2 separate regions of the Mus musculus genome follow, and region 2 is linked to region 1. Evidence: chromatin contacts called from public HiChIP or PLAC-seq data. All regions are on one chromosome and are shown on one strand. The core of a region is the stretch at or near the end of the contact, and the rest is flanking DNA. Distances in the headings are between cores, read along the strand shown.

Evidence for each region. HiChIP or PLAC-seq counts read pairs in DNA pulled down with a chosen protein or histone mark.
Region 2: a contact with region 1 is called in a FOXA1 HiChIP or PLAC-seq map of pancreatic cancer cells. The contact joins the promoter of Cxcl16 here to the promoter of Zbtb4 in region 1. A contact is called at or near these places in 2 of 115 datasets of contacts at active chromatin or transcription factors (microglia and pancreatic cancer cells).

What each region holds. Positions count from the first base shown.
Region 1 is chr11:69,763,916-69,768,955 of GRCm38.p6, forward strand. It overlaps Zbtb4 (zinc finger and BTB domain containing 4), which reads left to right and starts at 1,997. Exons shown (of 4, transcript NM_029348.2): 1 at 1,997-2,170.
Region 2 is chr11:70,457,376-70,462,415 of GRCm38.p6, forward strand. It overlaps Cxcl16 (chemokine (C-X-C motif) ligand 16), which reads right to left and starts at 2,609. Exons shown (of 5, transcript NM_023158.7): 1 at 2,003-2,609; 2 at 1,654-1,792; 3 at 1,370-1,452. The coding sequence starts at 2,072. Zmynd15 (zinc finger, MYND-type containing 15) reads left to right here and starts at 2,058. Exons shown (of 14, transcript NM_001029929.3): 1 at 2,058-2,705; 2 at 3,177-3,765; 3 at 4,409-4,646; 4 at 4,736-4,891. The coding sequence starts at 3,195.

The sequences.
Region 1 (5,040 bases), core at 747-3,246:
CTTGTGCCCTTGGAGGTCAGAAGAAGATGTTAACTCCCCTGAAATGAGTTACAGGTGTTTGTAAACCACCACATGGGTTCTGAGAGTTGAATCTGAAAAAGCAACAGTACTCTTAACCACTGAGCAATCTTTATAGCCTCAGCTTCTTTTTTTAAAAAATTGGTATGTGGGCAGGTATGGTGAGTTACACCTTAAACCCCAACATTTGGGAGGCAGAAGTGGATTCCTGTGAGTTCTGGGCCAACCTGATCTATATTGTGAGTTCCAGGCCAGCCAGGGTTACAGAGTGAGGAAAAAAAAATCGAAGAGAAGAGTGTACGTGGTTATGTTCATGCAAGTGTGCAAACTCAACCATCTCTCCAGCCCCCAAATTTATTTTATTTTTAGTTATGCATATGTATCTGTGTGGGAATTTGTGGATGAATGCTGATGCCTGCAGAGGCCAGAGGTATCAGGTCCCCTGGAGCTGGAGTTCCAGGTGGTTGTGAATGGCCGTATTTGGATGTGGGGGAAATGGAACTCTTGGGTCTTCTGCAAGAGCAGTTCTCTCACTGACCAGCTTGTGGGGGTTGGTGGTTTGTTTTGATTTTTGCTTTATGCTAAGTATTGCCCAGGTTGGTCTCAAAAGGCCTGTGGAATCTGGCCTTGAAATCTTGGTCCTCATGCCACTATCTCCCAAAGTGCTTGGGGTTATAGGTACCGGAAGTAGATGTTTGAAAGAGTGTGGAAGTGGCCGGGCAGTGGTGGCGCATGCCTTTAAACCTAGCACTTGGGAAGGCAGGCGGATTTCTGAGTTCGAGGCCAGCCTGGTCTACAGCGTGAGTTCCAGGACAGCCAGGGCTACACAGAGAAACCCTGTCTCAAAACAAAACAAAACAAAACAAAACAAAACAAAACAAAACAAAACAAACAAAAGAGTGTGGGAGTGGTTTTGTGGCTGTATGGCTTGTCTAGGCCGAGTGGCTTGGAACCCGCTCGTAGACCAGCATGGACTTGAGCTTGCAGAGCTTCCGCCTTTGCTGCCCGAGCGCAGGCGGGCTTGAACCTTCATGCTCTTCGGGGAGAGCCTGCTCCTCTTTCTCCTGAAGTGGGTCTTTTTTATGGGGATGGGGGTGTTCGTTTTTGTTTTTTCAAGCAGGGATATCACACTGTAGCCCTGGCTGACTGGAACTTGCTGTTTAGATCAGGTTGGCTTCCAAGTCCTTAAATCCACTTGCCTCTGGCTCCACAGCATCATCACGCCGGGCCTCTCCAGAGTCTTTAGTTTTGCAACTAGGGAGCCGTCTATAGCATTGTCCCATGGAGGTTCCAGGAATTTTTTGTTTGTTTGTTTGTTTTTATGTATGTCACATTTCTCATGCTTCCACCTGGCGTGTGGTTAGTGTTGTGCTGGGAAGGCCACACCAAGGCCTCTGCATTTATATGCAGGGACACAGAAGCGAATCTTTCCACTGGTGACACAAAGTTCCAAGCTTTGTGCTTATCTGCACTAATGATCATCTGTTCTACGGAGTTGAGGTCTTTCTTGCCAGTGGGTCTGGTGATAATCCCTAGGTATTCGCGAGGGTGCTCACTTTGGATCTATAGGTTCCACGGGGCCCAAATGTGAATCTGCCGTGTTGTAAGTTTGCGGCCCCGGAGAACATGTGTGTGGTGTGCGTGTCTGTGGTGAACAGCTGTGCCCACGCAGCGTGCTCTAGGCGATGTGACCCCTGAGTGAAGGGTGTGCAGAGGGAAGGGCGGGCGTGGGGGTGAGTCCCTTCCCAGGGAATGAGTGGTCTAGGTCACTGCCCGCCCCGTAAGGTGTGCATTCTGCGGGAAGCCCCGAGTCTTTTCCCTGTGAGGGATCCACCAGGCCTTGGCCATCAGACTTCAGAGTCCAGAGTCGGTGTCGTCTGCGCTTTGCTGGCTTCCTCTCAGCGGCGGCGCTGGGGGGGTGGGGGGGGACTGTTTCCGGGGGTGGGGTGGGGGGGAGGACCGGGGCGGGGGGGGAGCCGATGATGTCAGCGGCGGCGGCGGCGGCGGTGGGGCTGGGCCGGGGCCGGGCGCTGGGGGGGGCCGGGGCCGGGGCCGGAGCCGGAGCCGGAGCTGGAGGAGAGCGAAACCCAAGCGGCCGGGGCTGGCCACGGTGATGAGCCGGGCCTGGCAGACGCGGCGCCATCGCAGTCAGGTGGGCCCCGGGGCGAACCGGGCAGGGCTAGGGAAGATGCCCCCTCTCCGCTGCCCGGCGCCGCAGGGGCCGGAGCCGCGCCCCGCGACCGCTCCCCTTCCAGGTTGATCTAGGGGCGCAGGGGTCGGGGGTTCTAATAAGCCCCGCCCCCGGACGTGCACGGCGCTGGGGAGCAACTTAAGAGCGCCCTGGTATGGTGTCCAACGAGCCGTGACTGGGGGACTCGGTCTCCTGGGGCCGTGAAGAGGGTCGCAATCACTCCACCTATGAAGGGTTAAATTCTGCAGCCCAATGCCCCCTCCCTCTGCCTCTGTGGGGCAGGTTGGGGGTTGGGTTGGGGCGGGTGTGATCCCGGGCAAGCGCTGCAAGCTGCTGGGAGGGCGATGGCGTAGGAGCCAGGCAGAGAGGGGGAGGGGTGGCCCTCTGAGCGCCCCAGAGTTGGGGTGTGCAGGGTGCGCAGTGCGAGCAGGGGCCCGGAACCGCCGCGCCGTCGGGGAAGGGTTGTTGCAGTGAGTCCTGGAGATTGTGCCTCCTGCGGTACTGTGGGGCAAGGTAAACTGCTCCTCCTGGGCAACACGGTTTCCCAGTCTGGCACCGAGGGGTCTGCGAGGGCCCTCCCTGATACATAGAGACAGAAAGCCAGGAGGGGGTACTTATTGGTACAGAATTACAAGGTTTGGCTCTGTGGCTTTAGGTGACAGATACCTTAAGTGTGCTGTTCGAGGATTTGTATATAGTTTTTGTCAGCGTGTGTTTTCCTTCACGTATGTCTTGTGTTGTACATATGAATGTTTATGAATGTTTGTTTTCTGCATAGCTGGCATGGTGTGTGTGTGTGTGTGTGTGTGTTATGGTGGACACCAGAATGAGGGGTGTGCGTACCCATTTGAAGAGTGCAGTCAGTTGTGGACATTTGAATCAGAAGGTATCACGCCTGAGTTCCATTTCTGTCGTCCTGATGAGGTGTGGTCCAGTTGTGTAGAGGACAGAAAGGCGGATGGATTTGTGTGTCTGTGATGTACGAGTTTCACGGGGGGCTGCATGTCTGGAACTCAGACCTAATAATCCTCAGGAGCATGTGAGGTGAGGGGTTCTGGGTGGGACATGCAAGATGTGTTTATGGGATCCTGGGAAGCCAAGCACGGGAAAGGTTGCATGTTTGCAACACTCTCCACGGGATTCTTTGGTGACGTTGTTTGTGGGAGCCTGTCTGGGCTGTTGGGCCTGGAGGCAAGCTGCTCAGAAAACACTTAGGAGGAGGTGGCGTGACAAGGGCAATGTGGGCCTTAGACCCAGGAGGCCAGTGGAAGGCTTGGTGTGCATGTCTACCTTCTGTGTGCTTAAGTGACGGGTGTAGGGCTGCCAGGAGATGTTATGGGAAAGTTGGGAGATAAACACTAGGCAGGCGAAAGGGGCAGGAATGGGTGCTGTTGGGTGGCACTGCTCTCCTTTTGCAGGGTCTCTGTGTTTGCCCAGCACATTAGGGCCATAGGGAGGAAAAGTCCTGGCGCCCATAAGGGAAGTGAGCTTAGACAGAGCGGCTCCTTGGTCATGTTTATGTAAAGGCTGGGTGTGACTTTTGTCACTAAAATGGAAAAAGGGATCAGGAGTTTTCAGTCTCCTCCTGCTTTGCCCTCTCCCCCACCCCCCTTCCGGTATCTCTGACGCACATGAAGCCCTACTCCTGGGACAGTGGAAGAGCTTTGGACAGAATTTGCTCACTAAGCAGATTCTTTGGAACAGGTTTCCCTCACCTTTGGGGCCTAGGCCCTTCAGTGCATGTGGGAGATACACATGTACGCCTGCTCACTCCGTTGGTGTTCCTTGTGTGCCCTACTGTGCGTGTCATCTAGCCTGTGTGTACACATATAGGAGTGAGAAAGCTTTAAAGCTGTATCCTCTGGAATGGGTGAGGGAGGCTGTCTGCCTATGAGGCCCGGAGGACAGGTGCAAGCAAGACTTACACTGGAACTGAAGTTCTGGTGCCTCCCCAACTTCCTCAGTGGAACATTCTCTGAGTGCCCTAGTCCACGTCTGTGAGATGGAGCTAACAACCTGCCCAGGGAACTTACAACAGCATATGGAACATAGACCTGATATATAGCGGCAAAGTAGAGACTATGCAGTACCAGCCTCTGTCAGCCCTGCTGCAGAGACTCCCCGGCTCCCAGTTTTACTGGTAACAGTAGTCGTAAACAGTTGGCTTGCACTAACTCTACAGCCTCTGCTCCCAGGCTTCTGTGTCCCACCACTCAGCCGTCCTCACCCTGGCCTCTGAGGACCTCACTCTCTCAGACAAAGCAGCTGAAACCCAGACGTTAAAGCTTTTGCCCCAAGTCACTTGGTTGTGAGAGGTGCTCAGGTCTCAGGTTCTAGGTTCTGTGCTCTTGACTTCTGTGCTGTGCAGCCCTTTGCTTTCCTGGAGCATTCAGTGTGCACACACCACCATTTTTTTTTTTTTTTAAGAACATCACTTTTTTTTTTTGGAGACAGGGTCACACTCTGTAGCCAAGACTAGCCTCAGTTTTTCCCAAGTGTCTTGCCTCAACTTCTTGAATACTGGGATTACAGGCTTAAACTATCATACCTGGCTCAGCAGGACCTTTTTTTTTTTTTTTTTTAAAGATTTAATCATGTATATGAATATTTTTGCCTGTGTGTATGTCTGTGCACCACATGTATCTGAGGAGGTCAGAAGGTGTTATTGGAGCCTCTGCAGCTGGACTTATGGATGGCTCTGAGCCACCATATGGATGCTGGGAATTGAACCTGGGTCTTCTCAAGAACAAGGGCTCTTAACTGCTGGGCTCTCTCTCCTGCCCCTTCACCAATCTATTTTTTGAGGACCAGGGCTCGTAGGCAGTGCTCTC
Region 2 (5,040 bases), core at 1,359-3,858, 690 kb after region 1:
TGTAATGAGCATTGGATGCCCTCTTCTGGTGTGTCTGTAGATAGCTACAGTGTACACATATACATAAAATAAGTAATTCTTAAAAAAAAATACAATCTCTACATGAGAGGTGTAGCTGAAGGAATGCTGATAAGTTGTTTAAAAACTGGCTTATGTATCCTTAGGATTTATTCATTTCATTAAGTATTTGTTTGTTTACCTTGAAAGAAAAAAGATCAATAAATATTGAACTCAAGAGCCAACAGGAGGGAATGTACACCGTTAATCCCCAGCACTCGGGAGCCAGCGGCATTCAGATCTTTGTGAGTTTGAGACCACCCTGGTCTCCAAAGTGAGTTCCAGGACAGCCAAGACTTAAACAAAGAAACCCTGCCTAGGGCTGGGGAGGATCCCCCCACAAAACCCCAAAACAACAACAAAACAAAAACTGTAAATCAAGTATTACAAAATCTAGATGATGTGCATAGAAGCTGCCCATTGTAGAATTTTTTTCAACTTTTTGTTTTGTTTTTGAGGTAGGGTCTTCGTACATAGACCTGGCTATCCTGAAACTCATGTTGTAGACCAGGCTGGCCTCAGATTCACCAAGATCCACCTGCTTCTGCCTCCCAGAATGTTAGGGTTAAAGGTGTGTGGTTGAATTCTTTCAACTTAAACATGTTTATTTTCATCATGAAGTATTAGAAAATGAAAATAGTACCTTCAAGTGATTTCAGTGACAACACAGCAGTGAAAGTCAAGCCTGTTGCAGAGTCCTATAATCCCAGCTACTAGAGAGGTTGAGACAAGAAGATAGCAAGTTCAAGACCATCCCAGTCAACTTAACCAGACCCTGTCTAAAAATGTCAAAAAAAACCCGGGGAGCTCACTCAGGGGCAGTGTACACACTTAGCTTGACCAATCTTGAGTATAGTTTATATTAAAATAGTGACTTCAAGAAAATATTAAGTCGGGGGCTGGAGAGATGGCTCAGCGGTTAAGAGCACTGACTGCTCTTCCGAAGGTCCTGAGTTCAATTCCCGGCAACCACATGGTGGCTCACAACCATCCGTAATGAGATCTGGTGCCCTCTTCTGGAGTGTCTGAGGACAGCTACAGTGTACTTACATATAATAAATAAATCAACAAATCTTTTAAAAAAAAAAAAAAGAAAGAAAATATTAAGTCATAGCATTTGTGGTAGAACAAATTGGCCAAATCCAGGAAGATGACAGTAAATGATATTGGGAAAACACAGACTGAAGTGACAGAACTTCAGTGAAAGTTAAAAGGTTCTAACGAAGAAAGTGCTATGTGGCAGAGGCAAAGGGCATTGTAAGGTGGCAGCCTGCACCCTGATGGCCCACTGGAGGACAGAAAAGGCTCTCACCTTTGCGCTCAAAGCAGTCCACTAGTTCACGGACCCACTGGTCTTGGCTTCCCCCACACACGCTTTTGGACTGCAACTGGAACCTGCAAAAGGATCAATGTAGTCCACTCCTTCCCTTCCCTACCTTTCCTCATTCCAAAGGTGTGAAGTCACAAGAAGGTGAGCCCCACTACAGCTGGAAATCCCCAGATAAGTAAAACTAGAAAGGAATTAGGCTCCGGGACTTGGACTGGGTGTTCAGATCGATGGTCCCACACCTGCCCTGGGGGGAAAAGAGACAGTACCTGATAAAGAATGGACAACGATGAAATGCTTTCAGGTATTTTCGGATGTGATCCAAAGTACCCTGCGGTATCTGGGTGCCAGAAGAAATGGTACGATCACAAGAACAACTTCCAGCGACACTGCCCTGGTTGCCATCGCCTAATGGAAAAGGAATCAGCCTGGGTTCTCAGACTGAGGAATCTGCCCTTGTCCCAGTCTAATCTCAGACAGACTTTCCCTAGTCACCGCTGCAGCCCTGGATAGCTCTGGGCTGCGTTCTTAATCCCGCGGATGGACTTAGTGCCCCTCCGCAGTTTCCTTCAGGGGCCCCAGTCCCGCGTCCCACCCCCACCCCCACCCCCGACTAACCTGGCAGGGTCAGCAGCGCCAACAAGAAAAGGAAGAACGCAAGAGACAAGGGTCCAAAGCCCCGCCTCATCTCCGGCTTCTGCGGAGCTTGTTGGGACGAGGTCACCTAGCCGACATCCAGCCAATTCTCTAAAGCTTTCTCTTCTTCACCCTGACTGATGTTTTGCGAAGGCGCTGATCCGTGCCAAGCTCAGGAGGGGAGGGGGCGCGAGGTGGTGGCGCCTTCTGTCCCCCGGCGCGCGCTGTCCGGAACCGACCGTCTGGTCGGTACCGGGGAGCCCGCTTTGCGCCCAGCTCCCAGTCGGGGGACACACACACCCCTGCCCCGAAGGCGGAGCTCCAGTCTCCGGCCGGCCAGCCGTAGGGTCAGCCAAGACTATCCGACAAAACCGAAAGAAAATTTGGGCTGTAGAACCAGAGGAATCCGAGTGAGCAAGCTGTGGTTCCCGAAGAATGACTCGGTTGGGTTCGGGGATTTCAGCCCTCTTGAGAAGTCATCTGTCTGTCTGCTGGTTTGTAAAGTGGGTGACCCTCTAGATCCTTCCTCTGGCTCCAAGATGCTTTCACTTCCCTGGACCGCTGGGTCTCAGTAGGATCCAGTCACATGGCCAAGGTGAAGCAGTCAAACAAGTCACCAGACCTGTAGGAATGCCCACGCCCTGGCCTGATACTGCCTGACGTCACGACGGTCCTCCAGCACGAGGTATTTACCTTCGAAAAGTGGTGGCGGCTGTAGGTACCGGAGGAGAGGAGCGGCCGGAAAGGGGGTGGGGTTCGCACCAAACTGATCCAGACCCAAGAGATGCCTCAGTACTTACTCAGACCAACAGACCCCCAAATTTCCTCTTCTAAGCAAGCCTATCTCCATAGGATTAGCCTTACCTCGTGTCTTCCCTTAATTCAAATCTCACTTTAGGATTTGAATCATTGAGTTTTGTGCCCCAGGTACAATTTCATTCCTGAGTACTCCCCCTTTAACCCTAAACATCCACTTTCCAATCTAGCCTTCCTCCATTCTCATCCCTGCAAATCCTAGTCTCGGCTCCAAATATTCCTCTGTAAATCTTACCTCAAACCCACACCCTTCTCCCTTTTGCGACCCAGCCCAAAGCCTCACCACTACCCTGATCCTCACGATTATCACATATCCCTTTCTGCTCGGTCTGGGTCCAAGCCCTGAGTATCTAAAGACATGGAGTTTGTGTCTGGATACCGAGACGAGTTCCTCGATTTTGCTGCTCTTCTCTTTGGCTGGTTCCGCAAGTTTGTGGCAGAGAGGGGGACCATGGGGACCAGCCTTGAGGGCCGATGGCGTCAACTGGAGTCACAGATAAGGAGGCTGCCTCAGGATCCTGCCCTTTGGGTGCTCCATGTCTTACCAAACCGCAGTGTGGGCATCAGCCTGGGGCAAGGTGCCGAGCCAGGTCCTGGGCCAGGCCTAGGGGCTTCCCGGCTCCTGGGAGATGAGCCTCCACTTCACCTGAGAGACCTGAGTCCTTATGTCAGTTTTGTCAGCCTAGAGGATGGGGAAGAAGGGGAGGAGGAGGAGGAAGATGAGGAGCATGGAGAGAGGCCAGGCATGGAGAAGGTGGAACCACAGGAGGGTGGGGAGCCAGCCCCTCCAAGCAAGAGATTCCCCCAAGAAGCAAAGCCTGCTCCAGAGTCAGAGGTGACCCAGCAGGAGGCAAGCCGAGAAGAAGGCAGCAGAGAGGAGCGACCAGAGGATGAGAGGGCTCCTGAAAAGAGGAAAGGACAGAAGAATGGTAAGAGCCCAGGACGGCCCCACCCTGAGTCCTACCATGTCACTCAAGACCCAAAGAGGAGGCATGAGCTGGTAACCTTCATGCAAATCTGATGCCAGAAGTTGTTTTCATCTACCACAGTGTGTTTTTGTTCTGTAATTTGAATCAACATCCAAGCACTTGTAAGGAATGAAAGTCCAGAAGCCTTGCATCTTAAGGATAATATCCAGGTGCTAGGGCTGGAGAGATGGCTCACAGGTTAAGAGCACTCACTAACTCTTCCAGAGGATCCAGGTTCAATTCCCGGCGCCCACATGGTGCTAACCACCTTCTGTAACTCCATTCCCAAGGGGATCCAACACCCTCTTCTGGCCTCTACAGGCACTACATGCATGAGGCATACAGGCGTACAGGTGGAGAAAATACCCAAACAGGTAAAATAAAAATAAGTCTAAAGAAAAGGTCAGGTTTTGATAAGGTTCCTATATTTCTTACATTCTGGCCCTGCATAGCAGCTGCCCACATTCCATAGGGAATGCCTCTTTTATCTTGTCCCTTCTACTCATTGAGGTCACTTACCTGCCCTCTTTAGGCACCTAAATTTGCTGTATTTGACTGTGACTCTCTGGCCCCTGCTCTCTCCCCCAAATCTTCCATCTTTCAGCAGAGGCTGCCCCCCTGCACCTTTCCTGCCTTTTGCTGGTGACGGACGAGCATGGCACCATCTTGGGCATTGATCTGCTAATGGATGGAGCCCAGGGGAGTGTAGGCCAGAACCCAGGCACTGAGAATCTGGCTCCTCGGGCCTATGCTCTCCTCTGTCATAGCATGGCCTGCCCTATGGGCTCTGGGGACCCCCGCAAGCCCCGACAGCTTACCGTAGGAGACGCCCATCTCCATCGGTACAAATATCTAGTATCGGAGGGTAGGAGGGTGTGGGATCTGAACCCCTGAGCCCTTTCAGCCCAATGCCACCTTCATTCCCTTACAGAGAGCTAGAGAGCCTGGTCCCAAGGCTGGGTGTGAAGTTGGCAAAAACCCCAATGCGCACGTGGGGTCCTCGGCCAGGTTTTACTTTTGCCTCCCTTCGGGCTCGAACCTGCCATGTTTGTCACAAGCACAGCTTTGAGGTGAAGTTGACACCCTGGTGAGCACCCACAAGGCTGGAGTCAAGACTTGAGCAGTTGGCCAAACCAAGTAGAAAAGCAAGCCAGGCCAGTGGGGTGGGGGTGTCCCAGCAGATGGGGGTGGGAGGGTAAGAAAGGGTAGAAAAAAAAAAGAGTTATGGGCTGTTAG